4 separate regions of the Mus musculus genome follow, and regions 2, 3 and 4 are each linked to region 1. The links are chromatin contacts, called in public Hi-C, Micro-C and promoter capture Hi-C maps. All regions are on one chromosome and are shown on one strand. Each heading gives the region's core, a stretch centred on a gene start, on an enhancer-like site or on the middle of the called end of the contact. The rest is flanking DNA. Distances are from core to core; before and after follow the strand shown. Region 1 holds the start of Adam23 (a disintegrin and metallopeptidase domain 23). Region 2 overlaps Adam23 (a disintegrin and metallopeptidase domain 23). Region 3 overlaps Adam23 (a disintegrin and metallopeptidase domain 23). Region 4 overlaps Adam23 (a disintegrin and metallopeptidase domain 23).

Region 1 (5,602 bases), core at 1,358-3,857:
ATAAGTCGTTGTTTTCTGTTCTTCACAGTCTCTTGAAATGCTGAATTGTTTCCTGACAAGACATCATAGTAATGCTTCCCCCCGCCATGCCCAATTCAAGAAATAAAGTGAACTCAAGTGCAAGTTCTGCATGGAAAGTCTGCTGGGGAAAGGACAGCCACACTGCCTTCTGTGGACAGACTGCCAGGACTTATATCTCCTGGGAGGTAGCTTCCTGCACCTTTACATAAATGCTCCCAGAAACAAGTCAGAACTGCAAACAAGTTCACTCTATTGCTTAGTGCCAAGGTACCTGAGAGACACGGGGACCCAGTTTGTCACAGGACGTCTGAAAATGTTCAGTTTCCATTTCAGTCAAAGAGACAAACAGTAAACCCTGTCCCGGTCGATCCCAAGTTAATTCCCTCTAGTTTCTCTTCTACCATCGTATTAATTGCTTACTTAATAAAATGCTGCGCTAAAATTCGTGAAATCAGATTCTGGCAGAAAATCAAATGAAAAGAGAACTCCTTGTGGCAGCAAGTTGGACATATTCAGCCTCCTGCCTACCTTATTGTGTTTCTGTTGGTGTCTGGCCTTTGTGTCAAGAACATGATAGGGGCTTTCTGAGTCCTGGTTGATGTAATACACCAGTCTTGAAGGCAGTGTGATTTCTTTTTGCACTGCACTGCTGTAGCTGGTATTTCTGCTGCTGCTATTTTGTTGCAATGTGTTGTCTTCATCTGCCAGGACTCCCAGGGTTTTTTCTGCAGTTTCATTCCAGTGCGGAGCTGGGGGGGTTGGGGGGGAGGGAAGCACAAATATACACAAATACACACAGATACATCCAGTAAATATATAAACTCTAAAATACATCTTTCCATTAATTACATTAACAAAGTTTTCTATTGCTAAAAAGTTAGAAAGTGGAGACACCAAAAGACAAGTTACTGTAACAGTGGTTTGGCCTGGATAGGTTACACAACCATGTCCTGTACTCAGGTATATCTTTTCTATCCACTCTTAGAGCCGAACATCTGAACTGTAAGGGGTCAGAAAGCAGAATGCGCTTAGGGAAAAGTCAGCAACTAACATGCTCAAGGGTCCTGACCCTTGTCCCATCCCTCCTCAGAGGATGCAGCAGCTCAACTGTACCCATCTTAACATCACCTCATCTGAGAGCCAAGAACACTCCAGACAAAACTTGGGTCCTGAATTCATGGACACTGAATGTAAAGTGATACTTTCAAATATATTTGTGTGTGTGTGTGTGTGTGTGTGTGTGTGTGTGTGTGTTTATGTGTATTATGTGTGTGTGAATGTAGAAATATATATATGTGTGTGTGTGTATATATATATGTATATACACACACACATATATACATACATATATGAATGATTTCTATTTCTTTCTAACTTTGAGATGAGAAAAAAAACTGTTTTGCCATAAAGGGCTATAGTTGCTGGCAACTTTCCAAATTCTTTCTTTTTTACTGCCAAGGCCAGCTTTCTGCTTTCAGTGACTTCCAATCACCAGTGTGCTCAACATTGTATTATTCTGATTGCTCATTATGACAAGCATTTTGGGAAAACACAGCCAAAGGTCATGCGCAAAGAGTGTCTTGGAGACTTTCATTCTCTGGTCCCCAAATTATGCCTCTCTCACCTTAATTCCAACAGTAGGGACTAAACCTGGTGGGGAATTTGAGGGATCAAGCATTTGTCACTATTATTGCATGCCCCCCACCCCTCCGCATTCATATGAAGGTTCCCCAAGGCAAAAAGCAACTTGCTAGCTCACTGCATCTTCCTGTCACTGGAAGTTACATAGAGAGCGCTAAAGGACTCAGGAGCCACCAAATACCTCTGGGTGGAACCCACAGTCACTGGAATGGGTCTTTAGTGAATGCAACAGAAACGGACTTCCAAAAGTGAACCAGCATGAACCTGGGCTTGGGACGGACAAGGGTGGAGAGGTGGACAGGGAGGCGCTCGAAGGCCAGGCTGGGGACCCACTCGTCCGGGTTACACGCACCTGCGTGCCCTTCTCTCTCCTCCCCAGGGCCCCGCGGGGAAGGCAACGCAAAGGGCACCGGCCATACCCACCGCTGGGCGCAGCGGCCCCCCGGGCACGGGGCCGGGATGAGGTGGCGAGCGCAGGTAGCAGGAGAAGGACGAGGAGCAGGCGGCAGGGCGGCGCGCGGGCCGGCACCGGGCCGGCGGGGCAGCGGCCGGGGCCGCAGGAGGCGCCGGGAAGGCTGCAACCCGTCAGGGTCGGCCGCCGGGAGATGCTGCCGGGCGGCTTCATGGCTCATCGCTCCCGGGCGCCGGTCCGAGTGACCCGCGAGAGAGCCGGGCTGGGCTGCGGGGCGGCTGCGGGCGGAGCCGGTCACGCCGGCTGGGCGCGCATGCTGCGGCCGCGGGCAGGGGTCAGGGGCTGGGGTCTCGGGGACGGCGGCGCGCCGTCCTCTGCTCTTTCCGCCTTTCCGGGAGCGGCCCGCAGAGAGGGGTCCCCGCCGCTCCACCAACTTGGAGCCTCCTCCAGTGGCTGCACCCTCCCAGTGGCGGGCGCGGCCGCACCAGTGACTGCGGGGGTTGCTGCCGGGCCTAAGGATGCTGAGGAGGCGCGCGCAGGAGCGAGCGGCACGGGCACGCGCGGCGCGGGCGCGAGACTCGGGGACGCGCAGCGCGGTACTGCACCCCACCCTCCGGGAGCGCGCCCGAACGGGGTTTCGGGTGCGGATGCTGATGCTCTTGCAGATGCTGATGCTGTAGCCTGCATGGGCCGCGCTGCGCATGCTCGACTGTGGGAGCCCTGGGGGGGGGGGGGGGCAGAGTGATGCAGCATCCCAGGCAGCATCAAAATAGTTGGTGGCACCTCCAAAGACCAGAGGTAGGGGAGAAAGAAGTTTGCAGTCAGGGATGACCCCAAGAGGAAAGTGCAAGGGTTTCCAGGCCTGGGGCAAGCCTGATCTGGCAACAACTTGCCAAGAAAAGCGACCCATCCTCAACACCCACTCCTATACCAACTCTCCAGCGCAAGGAAAACTGAGACTATGCATTTTCCTTCTCAAACCTTTATTTATTTCCTTCCTTCAAATAAAGGGCTGCAGCCAGGGAGGTAAAAATAGCTGTGCTCCTCATAGCAGCGAGTGGGATGACAGTGGGAAGCACTGTGGTGCATCCGCAGGCTGGCGTCTGTGGGCACTGAGCCACTGGGATCCCCTTGCAGGGTCGTGGGTCCTCCCTCCTCGTGCCCATAGGGCTTTGAAGAGAGCTAAATTCAGAAAGTGTGACGGGCCATATTCTGGAATAGAAGAAATACAGAGATTAGAAAGCAACCGTGCAGCTATCTTAGGAAATCTATCGTTTGTCAACCAGCCTTGGGGGTGCGCAGGCATTTCTGAGAACACACTTCTATTTTTGAGATCCAGTCGTATCTTGTGCAGAGAAAGGGGGTATTTTCGCTCAGTGCTGTCAGTTCCCTGGTTTGGGTGGGTTAGCAGCCGCTACTAATTCTGGTGGTTCCTAATTAAAATTTGAGGCCCATTTCTATCACTGGACTCTGGTAACACCAACAGTAACTTATCCACTCTCCCAAGACTGGTCTGAGTAATAACAATGGTGTCTAACTCCATTATTGATATTTAAAATAGAGCTAAGGATATCTACTTGGAAAGGGCTGGGAAGGTTCTAGAAGTGTGTGATTAAAATAACAGTCAAGGCTGTTAGCCACCTTCTGTACCCGAGCTTCACGGAACGAACTTCTGGAGACAGACAAAGATGACAGGCCTGCATGCAGATCTCACACTGCAGAGCGGTTGAGGTGTCAGATATTAATTTTAATCTCTTCTTTCCACATTTGAGCATGAGTATTTATTGGACACATGGATTTAATTAATTAACCAATGTTCGTTCGCATGCACACACACACACACACACTCTCTATGCGAGCAGCAACAGTTTTCATTCACATTGTAACGCTAGGTCCTAACATGCTATCTAAGGACCAGGGAAATCTCTTGGATAATACATGGCCAATGAGTAAGCCAGGAGATTGTCTATAATATACATCCTGAAAAGGGGGTACGGAGACCTCGTAGTGCATGAGGTTAGTGACTTTCCTACTTGCTATCCTTGGCTCTCCATATGCAAATCATTTTTCCCTATCAAAACATGGCAAAAACAGGTGCTGGGGGTGTAGTGTTTACCTATCATGTAAAGGCCCTGAGCACTCCATTCCAGCATCACACAAAAAACTATCTCTCTCTGTGTGTTTGTCTCTCTGTCTGTCTCTGTCCGTCTGTCTGTCTCTCTCTCTCTTTCTTCCCCACCCTCTGTGTGTGTGTGTGTGTGTGTGTGTGTGTGTGTGTGTGTACATGCACTTGCACTCAAGCACACATGAATGTCTGCTATGGCACATGAGGATGTCAAAAGACAACTATATGGAGCGACCCATGGCGCTGGCCACATATGTGGCAGAGGATGGTCTTGTTGGACATCAGTGGGAGGAGAGGCCCTCGAGCCTGAGGATGCTTGATGCCCCAGTGTAGGGGAATGAGAAGGTGGATGTAGGGGAGGTGGGAGGATGGCATTGGGTGGGTGAGGGAGCACCCTCATAGAGGCAGGGGGAGGGAGATAGGGGGTTTCTGAAGGGAAGACCTGGAAAGGGAAAAACATTTGAAATGTAAATAAAGAAAATATCCAAGAAAAGAAAAAGAAAAAGAAAAAAAAAAAAGAAAGTGTTGACTAGACAGAGAGTCAATACATATATTGAACCTAACAATGTGTTCATCATGTAATCAAAAGGACAAATGAGTTAAATCCTTAGGACCTGTATTTAAAAAGCCAGGAACAAAGATAATAATGTAATCCAATGATGAAAAGGTGTAGTCAGGTAGACCTCAGACAGAGTTTAGCTAACTTGGCAAATTCCAGCCAGTAATAGAGTCTTGTAACATAAAGAAAGAAAGAAAGAAAGAAAGAAAGAAAGAGAGAGAGAGAGAGAGAGAGAGAGAGGAGGGAGGGAGGGGGGAGGGAGGGAGGGAGGGAGGGAGGGAGGGAGGGAAGGAGGGAGGGAGGGAGGGAGGGAGGGAGAGAAGGAAGGAAGGAAGGAAGGAAGGAAGAAAGAAAGAAAGAAAGAAAGAAAGAAAGAAAGAAAGAAAGAAAGAAAGAAAGAAGGAAGGAAGGAAGGAAGGAAGGAAGGAAGGAAGGAAGGAAGGAAGGAAGCTGGGCGTGGAGGCACATGCCTTTAATCCCAGCACTTGAGAGGCAGAGGCAGGCAGATTTCTGAGTTTGAGGCCAGCCTGGTCTACGGAGTGAGTTCCAGGATAGCCAGGGCTACACAGAGAAACCCTGTCTCGAAAAAAAAAACAAAAACAAAAAACAAAAAAAAAAGAAAGAAAGAAAGAAAGAAAGAAAGAAAGAAAGAAAGAAAGAAAGAAAGAAGAAAAAAAGAGAACAAAATAGAATACAAGGTAGATTAAAAACAAAACAAAACAACAACAACAAGAAAAACTATTTGTGCTGAGTCAGGCATGGTGGGGACAGAATGACACAGTTCCTGCCCCTGGGATAGGGCCATCAGATGTGGGCCTCCAAGAGTGTAGACTGTCCTGGGCAT
Region 2 (5,602 bases), core at 1,384-3,883, 130 kb before region 1:
CCAAGTGTTGAAATATAGGTGCTGGAAACTGAAGCCAGGTCCTCTACGAGAACAACCAGTGGTCTTAACCCCTGAGCTGTCTCTCCAGCCCCAAAACAGAGCTATTATTTAACTGTCCTAAAATTTCTTGATTTATCTAAACATTTGTTTACAAAATAGCTGCTTCTCATTTATGTGAAGTAACGACATTTTTGCTTAGTCAAAATTATCAGAAACACATGGTGATTTTAGCAGTTATCTAACCAACTTGCACCTAGGACTTGCTGCCTTCAGCAGGAGCAGAAAGAAGAAAACTGTGACCAGAGAGGAGCAGCCTGAGGTGCACACTGATCACCTCTGAGCTGAGGAGCCATAGATAATTTTTGCTGTCTTTTCCAGCCCTTTTGTATTTCCTTATGCTTTTTTTTTTAAAAATAAAAACCACGTATTCTTTGAATTACCATAAAAGGGGGAATATTTTCTTATCTATAATGAAGATTGCCACCTCATAAAATGAGAGCGAGTCTAACCAAAAACAGCCGTAAGTGCTCTCTCCTCTAGTGTGTCGCTGTTTGCTTCACGGCTCCGAATTGACATTTCTTGATAGCTAATGGAGGCCCATCCCACCTAACAGGCAGGAGAAGGTTATTAAGCTCAGTGCACAAGCACGCCTGTGTGTCACAGAAGCAAACAGCACCGAGGTATCTTTGAAAGCCACGGCTGTGCTATGCAGAGGGCTTGACGAGGAGGCTTCATTTCTCTTGCCAGGGCCTAACTCTCCAAATCTAACTTCTGAAGGTGGATCCGAGAATGTTTTGTTCTAGTTTTAAAGTAACAAAAGACTGAGTGAGTGTAGGAGTGGAGTGGATTCCTTTTTAGAAACAGATTGTGAGGGTGTGATAACTATTCTTACAGAGTTTTAATATCCCAGGCATATTAAGCAAAGGAATGAAGTGTGTTTTAACATGCTCACTGTCATGAACAACCCACATGCATACAAACTAGGCTACGTCTCTTTAGGAACTGTGTAGTCTAGGGAGCTTTGTCTGCTGTGAGAATCATGCTATCCCATACAGACCACACTAAAGTTCAGAGTTTAAATGTTTCATCCAAAGCAAGGTTGATCAATTTGATGCTAGTCGTATGTGTTTAAGAAAACATCATGGCAGTTAATTTATAGGATACTATTAGCAGCACCATTTAAAACAAGAATCTGAGGTACAATGCCATGGTCAAATGTCAGAATTGGCACTAGCGATAGTTTGTTTTCTGGGAACTTGCTACTTAGATGCTACATAAAGCCTATTGTAACTGACAGCTTTTCACGATCTTTGGGAATGAAATGAGGGGGTGAGAGAGGGGAGAATAATGAGAAAATGACTGTCATATTCATTTTTACATAGGCAGTGCTGTAAAATGATGCAACAGAAACTGAGCGTGCTCCCAGTTTGGCCTCTGGTTGCCTGGGTAACGGGCATGTCACCTGACCTCGGGGCCTGAGCATTCTCATTTTCAATATCACATGGTGACTATGAACTGCCACAGACTCATTATGCTAAATTCTAATCTCTCTCTTCTCTTAGCGGCTGCTTAGAATAAAGCTTCAGACCTTTTACATTCCCTTTGAAAAATTAAAGCTATCCGAAGAACTGATTCTTTTAGCAAATCAAAAGAATTTGTTAGAACGGGGCATAAAAGACTACAACTTTCCTCTGGAGAGAATGTGACATGGAGGAGCCATAAAAGTCTCATGTCAGCCCCAAAGACTGTACCGATTTGAAAATGGAATGGCTTAGATGAATTATAAAATAATCGGCTTTTGGGAAAGTGGGGGAAAGTTTAAGGTTTAAAGGGCAGAGAAGAAACTGTTTTAAAGGAAGCCAGTATATTTACTTTTCTTACTGCAGTTCCAAGCTAGGAGGTCATTTTAATATGCTTCTGAAAGTGTGGTACACACAGGATGGCGCATCTCTGTGGCAAAAGGATATATTCCTGTGTGCCTCCTTCTGAAGCTGTGGAAGTGGATTACTGCTGCAGTGGGAGAGGGGAGATGAATAATCTGCAGTGATCTAAAACCGGAATCATACAAACCCTTAGGGCCTTCATCCTTAGGGGGGTTGGGGTTCCGAACTGGATCCCGGATGCTGCAGTCTGTGCCTGCCCAAGTGAAATCACAGATGCAGGTGGCTTCGTTGCTACACACCTGTGACAGAGAAAGAAGAGAGACACAGCGATGTGGACCACTGATAGTAAGCACAATCTCACTTAGAAGGCTTCCCAAACATTCCCATGGCTTTGAGGACTAAGTTCATGGGTCAAATTATTGAATATATTTCCAGTAATTATGAAAAATTATGTTTAGGTGAAAAAAACTGTTTAAAATGATATGATTCACAGTATTAGACATATTTAGGTATATAAATGTCCAATAAAGTAGATTTTTTCCCCCTGAAGCAAATGTTTCTAGGAACAGCTATGAAAATATACATGTTTAATACAGTAAGTTATCAGACATGGGACTCAAAAAACAATCCCAGAGAAAAGAGGGAGCAGGCTCCAGGGGCAATTCTCAAAACAAAAGACCAAGAGACACAGTCCTTAACACGCTGCGTGATCTCGCCATGCCCAACCGTCTGGTGGCACTTTGCCTGCCAGGACAGCACTCCTCACCCCTCCCACCATCTATTGGAGGCACTCTTTCCCAGTCAGCAGGCTGACACCCTCCACCAGGCAGCAAATGGCACAGGCTTGCAATTTACATGAATCAAATAAAACACCCCGCAAACTAGAAAGAAAGGTGCCGAGACCCTTTTATCATTAGAAATGATAAAATCAAATGCCAACGCTTTTAAATCCAAGATACTGTAATATATGGTTATGACTAATAAGACTGAACTTTGCTTTTAAAAAATGGTGAAAAATGAGATGGGACAAGGGAAAACAGCAGAGCTTTTATGTCTCATATTTCTAGAGCAGCAACTAAAATGCTTAAAAAGTCTACCTGGTGATTTTATTTTGGATAGAAACGGTACTGAACACTCATTATGTGTCAAGTTCCTCTGCCTCTAACATCACGACGAGCTTCTCCCTCACTTCGCACTCCATCATCAGCTAAGGGCTGAGAGAGGGTAAGTACCCACCCAGAGTCACTAAGACATAACTGAGCAGAGCCAGGATCTAAATCAAAACTCTTTCTAGCCCCTGAATTCGTGTTCTTAAGTCACTAGATAGGATGGCTGACTTCAATGTCATCTTCTTGGGATTAATAAATACCTGAAGGACATGAGTAAGGCACACCTTTGGGGTGGGGGCGTGTATCTGAGTGTGTTTCTGAAGGATCAGCTATAGGAGAAAGGCCCCACCTGAATGGGGACCCTAGTGCCACCCCATGGAATGGGGTCTGAGTCTGAAGAAAAAAGAAGTTAGCTAAGCACCCATGGTCCGTGCCTTTGCTTCCTGCTCTGACAAATAGGAGGAATAAGTTCCTGGCTGCCACACCATCCCCAGCATGCTGGACTATGTCCCTTGAACCATGAGCCAAGCCACCCCCTCCTCTCTGGAATTACTTATGTTGTGTGTGTGTGTGTGTGTGTATATATATATATATATATATATATATATATATATATATATATGTTTTTATGTCAACAAGCAAAGTGATCAGCACACCAGGCTACCTGGCCTCCCTGTGAGCTTGTGCTTTAACCAAGCATCACCAGAAGAAAAGCTTCCTGGTCCTGTCACCTTGCTCTCCTCTGTGTCACCTGCCTGTCTCTATGTGTTGATGTCGAGTTATAGCTGGAGAAGGTGATCCATACACATAAATAATTCAAATTAATTTATAAACGTTTATTTTAGCAGATGAAGGCACTCAGAATATGATGATAATCAGGGCACAGAAACTGGCCACAGTCTCAGTAAGAAATGTCCGTGTCTGACTGTGTTATCACTGTGAACCCAGGGTCCCAGACAATGAAGGTCAAACCATCACACTGCTGTTTACTTACTTACCCCGTGGCCGGAGCAGACTTTACCCCTTGAGTCAAGTGGGCAGCTGCTCATATTCAGGGCTTGAATCTGTAGGCACTTCCGATCTAAGCACATCATGGAGGGGCCACACGGAGTCCCATCTTCAACGTAACCCACGTCTGTATCATCGTCTAAAACTACATGAGCACCACTGAAAGCAGACAGTGATCTGTTGTATTAAATAATTCATCTCAATGGGGTGGGGCTCAGTTCTACCCCACCTTCGATCATTCAGTGCCCAGATAAAAGTCACAAGCCTTTATGTTTACGAGAAGCCTTCACACCATCAGACTTGGGCACATATCCACCCTCTAAGCTATTAATGTTTACTTCCCTATCAATAACCCTGAGTTATAATTTTCTGTTATCTATCTGGGCTGCTCTTATCTCCAGCTGGCCAACCTTCATGGCCATTTTTTTCCATGACTTACCTACCCAATGCCATCTTCTCCTCTCTCCACCTTCTTCCTTATCTCCCGTGGTCTCCTGCCTCGGATCCCAAGCCCAGGAACTGAAACTCCACCTAGTCTCTTCTGCCTCAGTATAGGCTGTGAGCATCTTTATTTATCAATCAGGGCTAACTTGCGGGGCAAGGTAAGGACAACCAGAGCCAGTATGCAGCATTACAATACATAGCAAAAGACCACACCTCAACAGTGACCCACATAAACATAAGCACCACACTATCCAACAACACAGAGCCAGCCCGCACAAGGCTTGCCATTCGTGAAACAGAGATACTGTTACAGTGAGCCAGGGTTTATTCGAGACTTTTCTTCCCTCCCACCTATCTTTAATAAAAGTCCAAGAAAGAAACTGCTGTTTGTTATCATTTACAGCACACAGCATCAGGAACAACAATTATCAGCAGGAAATATTCTAACTCTTTGGGTGTTCTCAATATTAAGGATAAGTGAAAGGTGTTTGTGTAGACAGAGAAGAAAGTGTGTGATTGATTCTCCAAGGCCTGGTGGGGAAAAGATAGTATGGGAGGGAAATAATGCTGAGCAAACACAGCAGAGCAAGGCTGTATTTGATTTGAAAACCATTACTATTACCTCAAAGGATTGGGCTATCACAACTGAAAGGAGAAAGCCAGGACTTTACTAGTGCTTACCTTTTATGTTTCAACGTTAGGGGTAATTAGAATTTGGATAATAATTAGAAACTGGATATAATTATTATTAACAAGGAGTCTTGCTGAATGTTTTACCAATATGGTAGTTTGTAATATAGCCTTATAATTCAGTAAGGCTATTAAAGACAGGTGAGGTAACACACGCTGGAAGAGTGCTTGTGTACATGGAAAGTCTAGAGACAATACTACAGATGTTTCCCAGGGAGGGGCTTATTCTCTAAGGCCTAGTTAAAATTACCTTCAGAGCCATTCAACAAGATGGAAAAGTAACAGTTATCTGACCAAGACGTCATGAAATTGTGCAGAATTACTCTTGGGTAATTTCAAACATTTATTCACTCCCATTAAAAGGTGGTTTGAAATTCTGGGAGAGTGAAAATAAAGGGACAAGAACTGTGTCAGTTCTGTGGTAGGATCCCAAAGGTGTTTTAACAGCAGTGCCTCTGAACAAGAGAG
Region 3 (5,602 bases), core at 2,255-4,754, 110 kb before region 1:
GAACAAAACATTTGGTTTGTCTGGCAAAGGATGGGCAAAATATGAAGTCTCATTAGCCTCAAGCAATTTATCATTTGGTATGTAATATGAGGCAAGCACAAATTAAGCTGAAATCTCTTATAATATCATGATGTAGAACCTCCCTTGGTACTGAAAAAAAAAGCAATAAAATCATGTAGTTTTTATAGCGACTTGAAATGTCATAGATCTAACATATGAGATAAAGGGGTAATAACTTTTGGAAAAGAACTGTCAGTTACTGAAGGTGAAAAACTACACACACACACATACACACACACACACACACACACACAGACACACACACACCCCACATGCAAGCACACACATACACACATGCACACATGTGACAATGTAAGTACTGCCTCACCTCGCTTTCTTGACATTATGAGATTCAAAAAGCCAAGTGGGAGATATAAGTTCTAGTTTTTATACTACGTGTCTAAAACAAATTAGGGTAAGTTTTAAAAAATGAATGTTGGAAATAGGTTGTTCAATTTAAAGACCAACAGAATTTTTCCTCTTTTGTCCTATGATTTAATCTGTTTGTCTGTGTTAACAGGGTAACTTGTCTAGTTTGGAGGCTGTAGGTGTGGGTACACCCTCTTGAGGAGGCCTGGGAGGATGAGAAAGTAGACAGTGAATAGACACATGCTGTGGTCCACAAAAGTTCAATAAAATTACCAGTATCACTGAGCTAACATGCATAAATGTGTATCAAGACACTCAAAAGCTCAACAGACATCCTGACACGGCTGGCTAACTTGTCAAGGAATGAAAAGAAACATGAAACTTCCAGGGGACTCACAAGACATGAGGTGTTGTTACAGCAGGGGCCGTCACTGCAGTGGGCCCCATTGGAGAGCGAACACTTCTTACAGCAAACTCCATAGCATTCCTAGAGAAAACACTCCATTGAGTAAACCAGGAACATACCACTGCCCATCAGTATTCCCTCCATGTGCAGTTTATGCATCAGATGACAAGAGTTCTATAATCAGTACACTAACATTTTAGAGAAACCAATCACTTCAAATGATGACAGACTCCTGCCATGTTTCTCAGCAGAGTGATCTCCCAAGAGTATGATTATTCATTAACAGGCACCCCCACACAAGCCTCTGTAACTATACCATGTTCTTAATACCCAGGTTTTATCTCATAAAGGAAAAAAAATAAATGCGGCATGGGAAATGCTCATGATTCTGTACAAGGTGCCTGAGATGGATATGAGCTCTGAATTAACTTTTTAAAGGTCAGGAATTTGATTAGAACAATCCATTAAGCTTTTCAGACACGGCTGCAACAACAACATGACAAATTCTTATGTGTCTGAGCTGGGACAAAGCATTGATCATAGCAATCAGGAAAAAAAAAGAAGGCAGTGACCCCACAATGAAGGATAACATGTCTGTTCTCCGCTGTTGTTCTTCTTAGCTTGGAGGATGAACTGAGCTAAAAGTAGAGACAGTCTCTTATACCTACCACATGGAAACCACAGTCGCATTCCTCCCCGGCCTCCACATATCCATTTCCACATTCCGTGGGCTCAAACAGCTGAAAGAGAATGGAGAATGCAGAGAAAAGCATTTGAATTTATTGCAGAAAACCTATACATCAAGCTGGCCATATACATGGCTGTATCATATGAATCTTCTGTGATTATTACTTTATATTCATTTTTACTTGTGTGTTCTGTGTGTACCTATGTAAGTATATGCACACACACACACACACACGTGGGTAGTTGGAGAGGTCAGAAAGTAACATTGGATTGCTTGGAACTACAGCTACAAATAGTTATAAGCTGCCTAGTGTCAGTGCAGGGAGCCAAACTCCACTATTCCGAAAGAACAGCAAGTTCTCTTAACTGATGAGTCATCATATAATAAGTGATCTACTATTTGCTTATTAATAACACTCTTTAAAATCATCTTAGAAAGGATGTGGTATCTCTGGGGATTTCCTTGGTGGGGTCTTGAGAGACAACCTTCCAGCATTAGATTGACTATGGAGTTAAGCTGTCAAGAAAAATAGATCGCTTCCCATGTTTTCTAATGGAGCTAAAATGTATTAGTAATAAGACTCATAGATATCTAATTTGCTGACTTGACTAAAGGCAGCCAAGAAGACATCCAAACTGTCAGAAAGATAAATATGTTTAGTCAAAACCAAATGTGTGATGTACAACTAAGGAAATGCCAATAAGCTTAGAACAATGTTGTCAGAGACTCAAATCTATCCCACTCATTGGAAAGAAATCTGCATTGTCTGGCACAAAGTCCCACCATTGCATTCCTTGAATTATCTGTGAGTAGAAAGAAAATTAATTCAATAACTTAGGAATTTCAATAAATTAACTATATGCAAATACCCAATCTCTTAATACTCATAAAGAAAAAAACTAAGTATGTTAAGTTAATGTATAGCCATGTGAATCAATAGAAATCTCTCAGTCATTGCTGCACTCATAGCAGAAGAAGTTTCTAGAATATCCCCCCCTCATGGTGCCATGAACTTGTTTCTGGATAATAATACTATAGATGGATCGATGAGAAAGTTGCTTACTCACATCAAAAGTGTCTATATCCTATTGGCTGGGACAGGACTTTCCTGGAATGATTATCACTTCTGGGTGTGTGGGGTATAAGGAGAGAGTCTGGAATAGCACACCTCAACACAGATGCTCAGAGCCATGAACTTCAGAGAAAAAGCTTGCCTCCAGTAGCCACATACACTATGGGCAACAGTCATCTACCACTGAGTCTACACAAGAAAGACTTGCTTCTACTACTTCCAGGAAAGAACTATTATAAGAAGTAAGGAAATGTTCTAGCCGAGTTGGGTGGGAGTCAGTAGTGCTAATTAATCTCCATGCTCCTTTGACTGGCAGGCAAGAGAATGCAGAAAAAGGCAGGGCAGTAGAAAGATGGCCAACACTTGGTACCAGGCTTTAGTTCTTGGGTTCTTTCCCCTTCCTGAGTTTGGTCACTATCTCAAAACAGATGTAAATCACAGCAACTGGGAAGATTTCTGAAGCAGAGAAAATATGCATATCAATGGAAAATAACAAGCAACACTTGCCTATGCATATATTCATTGACTAAGAACACTGGGGATAAAAAATTAGTTATATACATACAAGCTACTCTACTGGAATTCATGAAGCCTTCTTTTTTGATCATTGTAATTTGTAGTTTAAAAGGAGAAATTGTCCTGTATCTAACTTCTGAGATTGAATATGTAAACATAGTTTTTTGGTGTGAAATTCCCAAGTTACCAGGATAATTTTCTTCCTGTTTACAGGTAATCTGAGAAGTGTATATTCCAGAGACCTTAACCTCTCCAAACAAGCTAGAGCTGTCTCCTGAAGCACAGTGCTTACAACTGGCTGCCAGTTGCAGGGCAAGGTAACACTAGCCGTGCTCCATGTAATTCAAAACTGCCAGCAGTTCACAGGAGTTCTTCATTACACAGCTCACTCATTTCAGATGCCTTCAAGACTTCTGGTTTCTATGCCCAGAGGTCACTGCCAGGAAAGACCGAGCAGCCTATTTTAATGGTGCACAGTCACTTTTAACGTCTCAGTTCTCTTGAGATTTACAGCGCTTTGGCTTTACTGAGATTTCTCAGGGATGTCAGGTTCCAAGCAGTCATTCCGACACTAGCTGTATCACTCACTTGTGAGTATGAAATAAATCAGTCTATCCGTTGTTTGCCTTGGTGACTGATTTTTTTTTAAAGACAAGGTCAACACAATATTGCCACTCTTTAAATTTGCAGAGTATCGAACATTCTCTATACAAATGAACTCTATCTGACATGTGAGGTGTTATTCTAAAAGAAAAGTGAATTTTTTCCCATGGTCAAATTCCAATACCATCTGCTAATAATGCCAGTTCTGTCTTTTCAACTGCTGGCCTGCTTCATTTCCAAACATGCTCCTATAAAAACACAGCGCCTTCTGCAAAAGCGTTAGCCTGTCAGCTGGAGAATGCTGCCTTTGCTGAACTTTAGGAAAGTGTGATGATTGGTTGTGTTCTATGTCAAGGGAACTGGAGCATATCTTATAATCAAACAATTTCATGCTTCTTACAGCAAGAAATAAATATTTATATCATGAGGGCCAAAAGAAGATTTTCAAAATTTAATTTTACTGTCAAATGTGTTTTCTGAAAACTCCTAAAAATCTCTTCTGGAAATGTATAATTTTCTTTAAGTTTGTGCTTGAGGAATTGCAATTTTGTTTATACATACTCTTATGAAACGCCATTGCCAGCGTGGGCTTCCAGAGGAAGGGAACTATGTAGTAGAAATACTTGAGGTATTTATAGAACTTGCAAATGTTAGACCAAGACCACTTTTTGCTTGGCTGACATCAGTAATGCTTTCTGCCTGGGACCAGATCACCCCAGAGAGTGGAGGAGTTGGAGCTGGATGGTAGGAGAAACTTTCGGGAGGAGAAAACTAAGTCTCCAGAAGGAATGCCAAGGTTAAATGAGACTTAGCAAAGAAGTGATCCAAGGAAAAGTTCTTTCCATTCTGACTCCCTATGTCTTAGCAGAAAAATGAAAACACCAACATGAAATTCTGTAGAATTTTGCGTTTTAGGGAACTGCAAGCGAGCACTGAACACTGACACTCAATTTGGTCTCTTGAGCATGCAGCGGCTCTCTATAACTGAGCATCTATCAGTTGGGTTTAGTGGCTCCTACCTGAACTTGCAGTGTCTGGGAAGCTGAGGAAGGGAGCTTGTAGCAATGTAGTGAACTGTGTGACATGAGACTTGCTTTCTGAGAACAGTCTCTGATGTTTGCCATATCCTTACTATTGGAAAATCAAGTCACTAACCTTAGTTGGCCTATTGAAAAGACATGCTCCGCCACCTCTCTGTAAAAAGTCTCTGTACTCCAAAATGCTGCACTTTGAGAACTTTCGAGAGTGGGACACCCTGAAGAAACAAGGAACCAATTATGTAAAAAAAAAAAAAAAAAATTCACAAAAGCCATCATCAGAGAAGAAAATTAAAAACCACTGAAAGTTCATCCTGGATGTAGATGGATCAGCACAAATATTTGGTAAGATGCTTGGGTACAAGCTGCTACATCTACGGGGTGGAGTCTATAGGAGAAAGGAAAATGAAAACCTTCACAGACTAGGAGATTGGTCACTCCCAAGCTACCGACCCCCTGCCTGGTCTGTCTCGAAACCCATCGTTTAAAAGGTTTGCTACAAAATCTTAAATCAAGACTAGGTTTTAAAGCTTGATTATTTTTATTTACTGTGTCTCAATAGAGGCAACCTCACTTTCCTTTACTCTGTTCTGAATAAAGGGGGTCCAGCAGCCTACTAAACCTTCTTTTCAGAGAAGAGGCTGGAAGGTCAGTTTATTAAAGACAGTGTTACTCAGGCTTCAACAAGCCAAAATGTAAGTAAATGAATAAACCCTGAAGGATGTGTGGGATCATGCTGGATCATACATGCATATGTTATTAGTGTGTATGCCCACAGCAAAAAAGAATTAAGGGATGCTCCCGTGAGCAATGGCTCTTTATTCTTCATTTCAAATACAATTATTGAGCAA
Region 4 (5,602 bases), core at 1,461-3,960, 66 kb before region 1:
GAGGCTATGCCCCTAACAGAGACCTCCTACCTAGACTGAGGTCGGGATGTTGAGCAGTTGATGCCCCCCTCCCCCACCAGAGCAAGCATGGCGCACCTGATTCCAGATGCTCTGTACACTTCAGTGTCTGATTTGTCTTTGTTCCTTCATCACCCCAGTCAGCTTTTCAGAACCAAGTACAGTGCAAGATGCTCTGTACCCACTGCAGAGAGCTGGGTTAGGACACTTGGGTTTCTGTCCAGATCTGCCACCAGGAGTAATGAGAGGGGTGACAACACATTTATGGGCCACTTACTCCATCTAGGAGGCATGAACTCATCCCTGAACCATTTATATGTCCTAAAGGTAGGTCTTTGTTCCTTCTACAAAATAAAGGGCTACAAAAGATGATTCTTCATGTCCCTTCCTGCTCAGACATATTGACTTTCTAGAAGTCACTCAACAGTAGGTTCACTTGTAGAAAAATATCAAACTACTCTAGTTGAAGAATAGGCAGACTCTATGGCTCTACATATAATTCAGAGCAATGTCCAATGTACCCTACAGTACTCCATAGGAAGCTTGGAAAAGGGTGATCAGATCCCAGTTGGTGAAACTGGGAAGGATTGCAAGGCATGCTCAGGTGAGAGGAGGTCACTGGGGGTGGGCTTGGAGGTTTCAGGAGATACATGTACATATGAGCTTCGTCTCCTTCCCTGCACTCCGACTTGCAGACCAAGATGTAAACTCTGAGCTATTGCTGTAACTACTCCACCCCCATCATGAACCCTTACCTTCTGACACGGTAATCCCAGTTAAAAACTTTTTTTCTAAGCTGCCTTGGTCATGGTGGTTTGTCACAAGGACAGAAAGGCAATTAAGACAGTGTCTATACTTAAACATGTATTCATGCTCACCCAAATGACCTCTGACAGAATCCTCTAAGAACTCTCTTTCCCCCGATTCCCACCAGTCCTTGGAGCTTTTAGTTCATTTAACGAATTAGTTCATGACAGCTACTGCTGGTCACCAGGCGGATCCTGAATTTTACAGACACTATGCCTGATCCCTCTGTTTACAGAAGCTTCTCTTTAGTCTCATTACATACATGTATACGTACATGTAGATATGTATACATATACATACATATATGTATATATGATGTGCATGTATGTGTGTGTATGAAAAAGAGACAGAGAGGGAGTCCAGAGGTCAATCTCATTCTTTCCTCAAGAGCCCTCCACCTTATTTTATTGGGCTCTGGGGTTCACTAACTGAAGCTAGGCTGGCTAATCCTCTGGTCCCCACTTCCTGCAGCATGTGCCACCATTTGGACAGTTTTTTACACAGGTTCTAGGGATTGAAGTCAGGTCCTTATGCTTATATGTCAAGAACTGTACCTGTCAAGATATCTCCCACCCCAACTTGTGATATTTTTAATTTATCAAATGATTACTTTCTTAAGTAGAAATGAAGACAATCACAGACACTTAGGTCAAGACATTCATACAATTATAGCTTGTTACCTACAATTATGCTTGTGCCCTTCTATTGCTTTTGGCTTGTTCCTTTTTTTAGACTTAGAAGTGAAATGGTTTATCAATTGCTATTTTTCTCAAGTGTGTAGGGCAAAGTATAATCCTTTGAGTATAAACAATAAAATAAGGGTTGTCACTGGGTAAAAAGATAGCGGTGTGGTGAGGCTGGGATTGAAGACTGGAGCAGATACATGAGGTAGGTAAAAAGAATTACAGGTTGGATAGAGGCTTTGTGTGAAGTAAGGCAAAGATGGCAGGCTAGAGTGTGGCCACAGTTCATGCAGACAGAGTTGCAGGCAGAGAACCATCCTAGCAAAGTGAATGGAAAGGGGAAGGGCTTGAGACACTGTAGTGTTACAAAAGAGACTTGATGACTTTCTAAAGGACATGTGGAATTGGAAATTCCACAGCACAGGTGCTCCTTAGGTCTCAGTTGAGGAGTCTGTAGGCCATAATACCATTTTGAATAAGATGAATAAGGAGAACAAGAAACTTGGGAGTGTGGATTCATAGTGCAGAGAAGAAAGAAGGAAGAGTTAGATGGAGAACCTGAGGCTTAGGTGTATAGTGGAAAGGGAAAGAACCCCCACTCCGTGGGCTTGACCCAACCAGCATGATGCAACCCCTGCTGTGGAGGAGCTGCAGAGCACAGGGAACACTTAAATCTATGGCTAGCAGTGTCTCCAAGAGGCTGACTGGTAGCATTCCATCCAGAAGAAGCAGCTCCTCCGAGTCTTAGGGAGAGAACTCCCTGCTTCTTTTACTTTCAACCTGTTTTTAAACTGGCACTTCATTCATGCCATATTCCAGAGGAATGAGAGGAATGGCTGAAGGAATAACAAACAAGCCAATGGGGGGAAAAAACTATCAGAAATAGTTAAGAGTTAAATAAGGTGTTTGTTACAAGATGAATATGAAGCACATATTTATATAAGCCAGCAAAAAACCATCTAGAGATAATATGGGAGACATTTTCCAGAATGATATCAAATGATACATACATATATATATATATATATATATCCCACATACAAATGTTAATACTTAAATACACTAGAATAAGCAAGTATAAATAAATATGAAGAAAAACACACATGAAGTTAACAGCAAATCCTTAGTTTAAAAAATAAAATAAACCATAAGACAAGTCATGACTGAATGAAGCAATTCCCTGATTCCCCATGGGAACAGGCCGTGTTGTAACACTATCCACCACCCTCGACCTACTTGAATGTTAGTGCAATTCCAAACAAAATCTCAAGGGTTTTTTTTTTAACATGACAAATGACTCTAACGTTCATCTTAAAGAAAAATGTATGTCATTTTCTCAAATAAAATAACAAAAGCAGGACTTTGTGTCAGCATTGCAAGAACTAAGATGAAGAACAGGGGCCTGGTCTTCAGCCCAAAAGGCACAGAAGAACATTAGAAAAGTCTCGAGTTCAGACAAGCGCATCCTAGGGTTAAGAATAAAATTGAAATCTACAAAGAGTGGAAAACTGAAAGCCATCAGGAGGTCATAAGACAGGAAACAAGTTCAGAAAGAAAAGGAATAAAGAATCCACATATTTCAGTCATGTGACTAATATTGGGGAAAATGGACAGCCATCCCACCCCCTACAGCAAACCAAGACTCTATTTATTAAGATTGTGTGTTTAAAGTAGAGATGTCTTAGGGTTTTACTGCTGTGAACAGACACTATGACCAGGCAACTCTTATAAGGACAACATTTAATTGGGGCTGGCTTACAGATTCAGAAGTTCAGTTCATTATCATTAAAGTAACAACATGGCAACATCCAGGCAGGCATGGTCAGGGAGCTAGGATGGGGGTCTTAAAGGCCACACCCACAGTGATACACTTACTCCAAGGCCACACTTATTCCAACAGGGACACACCCTCTAAAAGTGCCATTCCCTGAGCTGAGCATATACAAACCATCACAAGAGTCATGAGCTGAGTATAGAAATCCAGGTAAACACTGAAGGGAGGTCTTTGAATATATGACCTTAAACCCAAAAGCATAGATAAAACTATAAAAAATAACTACAAAAATTGAGATACTTTGTTAAAGCAACCAACAGTTCAAAACAAATGGATTAAAAAAAAATACTTGCAAAACAAGTACTCGCCTTCATGTTAGGTCTTAAAAAAGAACCAAGAACAAGAGAAAAGTAGACAAAAGGCACCCACAAAATCAAAATCAAATATTCAAGGAGCAATTCATAAAAAAAAAAAAACTGAACACGAAATGCCAAGAGCGATCAATCATATACAAATGCACAACTATAATAGCAATGAAAGACTTGAAAATTAAACTAACATAAGAGGACATTTACTCAATCTCTTTAGAAAATAAAAATGAATGGTAGTAGGAAGTGCTGGCAAGGTTGTTAGAAAACTAACACTCCAGAGAGCCATTTGGCAAAGGATGTCAAAGCCTGCAGTGTGTTCCCGCTAATCCAGGCACTCTGACTCTGAGGATTTGATGAAGAAAAGAAACAAGGTAAAAGCAGACCTTGCTTTTTCTCACACCCATCTACGCATACATATATGCATCACACACACACACTCACATACATCCACAGTCCCACACATCCCCACTCATATTCACACCCATACTCACACTCATATACACTCACAGTCCCTCACATTCACACTCACACTCGGTCATGCACACTCACACTGACCATATATATAGCCACGCACATTCACATATATCCACTACCAGCCATACTCACACCTACACTCATGCATATTCACATTCACACGCACACACTCACACAGATATGAGGTGTTTGTTGTGTGCTATTTTACAGTCACTTGGGGAAATTATCACATAATCAAAGAAAAGAACCAGTGTGAAAACCTTTGGGCTGTTTATATGCCCCCCTTCAAAGTAGAAAGGCTTACAAGGAGCTGTCTTCCAAAATGTCATCACCAGCGCTTACTTCTTGCAGAAATTCCCATCATTTCCCTTCCTTTCTTTTGCTTACCAAAACTTTCTTCACTGATGCTTGGTGACCTTTCTTTCCTTTTCTTCTTTTGAGATAGGGTTTCACTATGTAGCCCTCACTGGCCTGGAACTCACAGACAGCTGCTTGCTTCTGCCTCCTGAGTGCTAGAATTTACGCCGAGTACTCCACACCTGACCCAGACTACCTATCTAATGAGACACCAAAGTAGAAGTTTTATTTTGGGGGCCAAAAAAGTATGATGCATGTAATTTTGTGGTAAAGTGCATTATCTGTCAATTATGGGTATATTATCTATCAATTTAATTATGCTAATCCTAGTAAAACTACAAAGTGAAAACTAAACAATTTCCGAAAATACCATTTTGTATTCAGGTAGCTAAAACATTAGCAAACAAAACTTTTTAAATTAGTTTTTGAATTTTGCATACAGTGTATTTTGGTCATACTATTTCCTCTCCTCCAACTCTTCCCAGATCCATGCACACAATGTCATATTCATTCTTTCTCTCCCTTGAAAATCAAACAGAGCCAACACATATACACACGAACAACAAAAGAAATCTAGGATCCGTTCTGTGTTGGCCACCTGCTCCTGAGCATGCAGGAGAGGGTGGGGTGTTTTAAAGGCAGGCGTGGGACAATACACAGGTTTAAATTAAGCAAGGGCTTGGACCTTGCAAAGGAATGGATAAGAACCTGAATTTGGAAAGCTATTTATAAAAGCTGAAAGCAAGCGTTACTTCCTGTGTCCACAGAGAATCCAAGGTCTTTAGGACCTGGGGCAGGCAGAACATAGAGAAGCTCCTTTACTGGGTCAATTAGAGCCATCAGCAAAGTAATTAATGTTAGCAGCGGGACAGAGCTGCAAGAAACCAGCACACACGCTAGGAAAAGGTCTATCCATATATGAGACCCTGGAGCTGAAGCTCTCCTTCACTCATTTGATTAATTGCTGGAGATTGAATAAGGCAGGGGGAAGAAAAGAAATCAACAATTAAGAGAAATGAAAAATTAATTTTCCCATTTCTTTAATTTTTATTGGAAATTTAATATATATATGCATACATATGTACACTGGAAAAATCTATTAGGCAAAGACCAATTAT

Evidence for each region. Promoter capture Hi-C pulls out the DNA fragments that hold promoters and counts their contacts. Hi-C and Micro-C count contacts between places; a contact is called where the count stands out from the background.
Region 2: a contact with region 1 is called in a Hi-C map of forebrain, with 2.5 times the contacts expected there. The contact joins the enhancer-like site here to the promoter of Adam23 in region 1. A contact is called at or near these places in 2 of 39 promoter capture datasets (the HPC-7 cell line and maxillary cranial neural crest), 6 of 484 Hi-C or Micro-C datasets (cerebral cortex, cortical neurons, embryonic stem cells and 2 more), 2 of 115 datasets of contacts at active chromatin or transcription factors (embryonic limb bud and embryonic stem cells) and 3 of 9 other capture datasets (adipose tissue, liver and pancreatic islet).
Region 3: a contact with region 1 is called in a promoter capture Hi-C map of 3T3-L1-derived adipocytes, with 2.9 times the contacts expected there. The contact joins the enhancer-like site here to the promoter of Adam23 in region 1. A contact is called at or near these places in 5 of 39 promoter capture datasets (the 3T3-L1 cell line, 3T3-L1-derived adipocytes, hippocampal neurons and 1 more), 7 of 484 Hi-C or Micro-C datasets (3T3-L1-derived adipocytes, adipose-derived mesenchymal stem cells, cerebellum and 3 more), 1 of 115 datasets of contacts at active chromatin or transcription factors (embryonic stem cells) and 3 of 9 other capture datasets (adipose tissue, liver and pancreatic islet).
Region 4: a contact with region 1 is called in a Micro-C map of brown adipocytes, with 1.9 times the contacts expected there. The contact joins the enhancer-like site here to the promoter of Adam23 in region 1. A contact is called at or near these places in 4 of 39 promoter capture datasets (the 3T3-L1 cell line, 3T3-L1-derived adipocytes and pre-B cells), 3 of 484 Hi-C or Micro-C datasets (brown adipocytes, nephron progenitors and tail fibroblasts), 3 of 115 datasets of contacts at active chromatin or transcription factors (all in embryonic stem cells) and 3 of 9 other capture datasets (adipose tissue, liver and pancreatic islet).

What each region holds. Positions count from the first base shown.
Region 1 is chr1:63,442,896-63,448,497 of GRCm38.p6, reverse strand. Adam23 (a disintegrin and metallopeptidase domain 23) reads right to left here and starts at 2,607. Exons shown (of 26, transcript NM_011780.3): 1 at 2,086-2,607; 2 at 550-770. The coding sequence starts at 2,287.
Region 2 is chr1:63,569,467-63,575,068 of GRCm38.p6, reverse strand. It overlaps Adam23 (a disintegrin and metallopeptidase domain 23), which reads right to left. Exons shown (of 26, transcript NM_011780.3): 23 at 3,991-4,159; 24 at 2,071-2,182. Among named protein-coding and RNA genes, the nearest start is that of Gm22281, 3.3 kb to the left of the region's middle. Within about 2 kb of position 2,633, at least 4 of the 459 cell types and tissues checked have an H3K27ac peak or open chromatin away from gene starts, as enhancers often do. A contact at or near this core is called in forebrain, where this site is marked.
Region 3 is chr1:63,551,128-63,556,729 of GRCm38.p6, reverse strand. Adam23 (a disintegrin and metallopeptidase domain 23) reads right to left here. Exons shown (of 26, transcript NM_011780.3): 15 at 4,870-4,969; 16 at 1,504-1,575; 17 at 827-916. Among named protein-coding and RNA genes, the nearest start is that of Gm22281, 22 kb to the left of the region's middle. Within about 2 kb of position 3,504, at least 17 of the 459 cell types and tissues checked have an H3K27ac peak or open chromatin away from gene starts, as enhancers often do. A contact at or near this core is called in 3T3-L1-derived adipocytes, where this site is marked.
Region 4 is chr1:63,508,724-63,514,325 of GRCm38.p6, reverse strand. All of the region lies in intron 3 of Adam23 (a disintegrin and metallopeptidase domain 23), which reads right to left. Among named protein-coding and RNA genes, the nearest start is that of Gm22281, 64 kb to the left of the region's middle. Within about 2 kb of position 2,710, at least 11 of the 459 cell types and tissues checked have an H3K27ac peak or open chromatin away from gene starts, as enhancers often do. A contact at or near this core is called in adipose tissue and brown adipocytes, where this site is marked.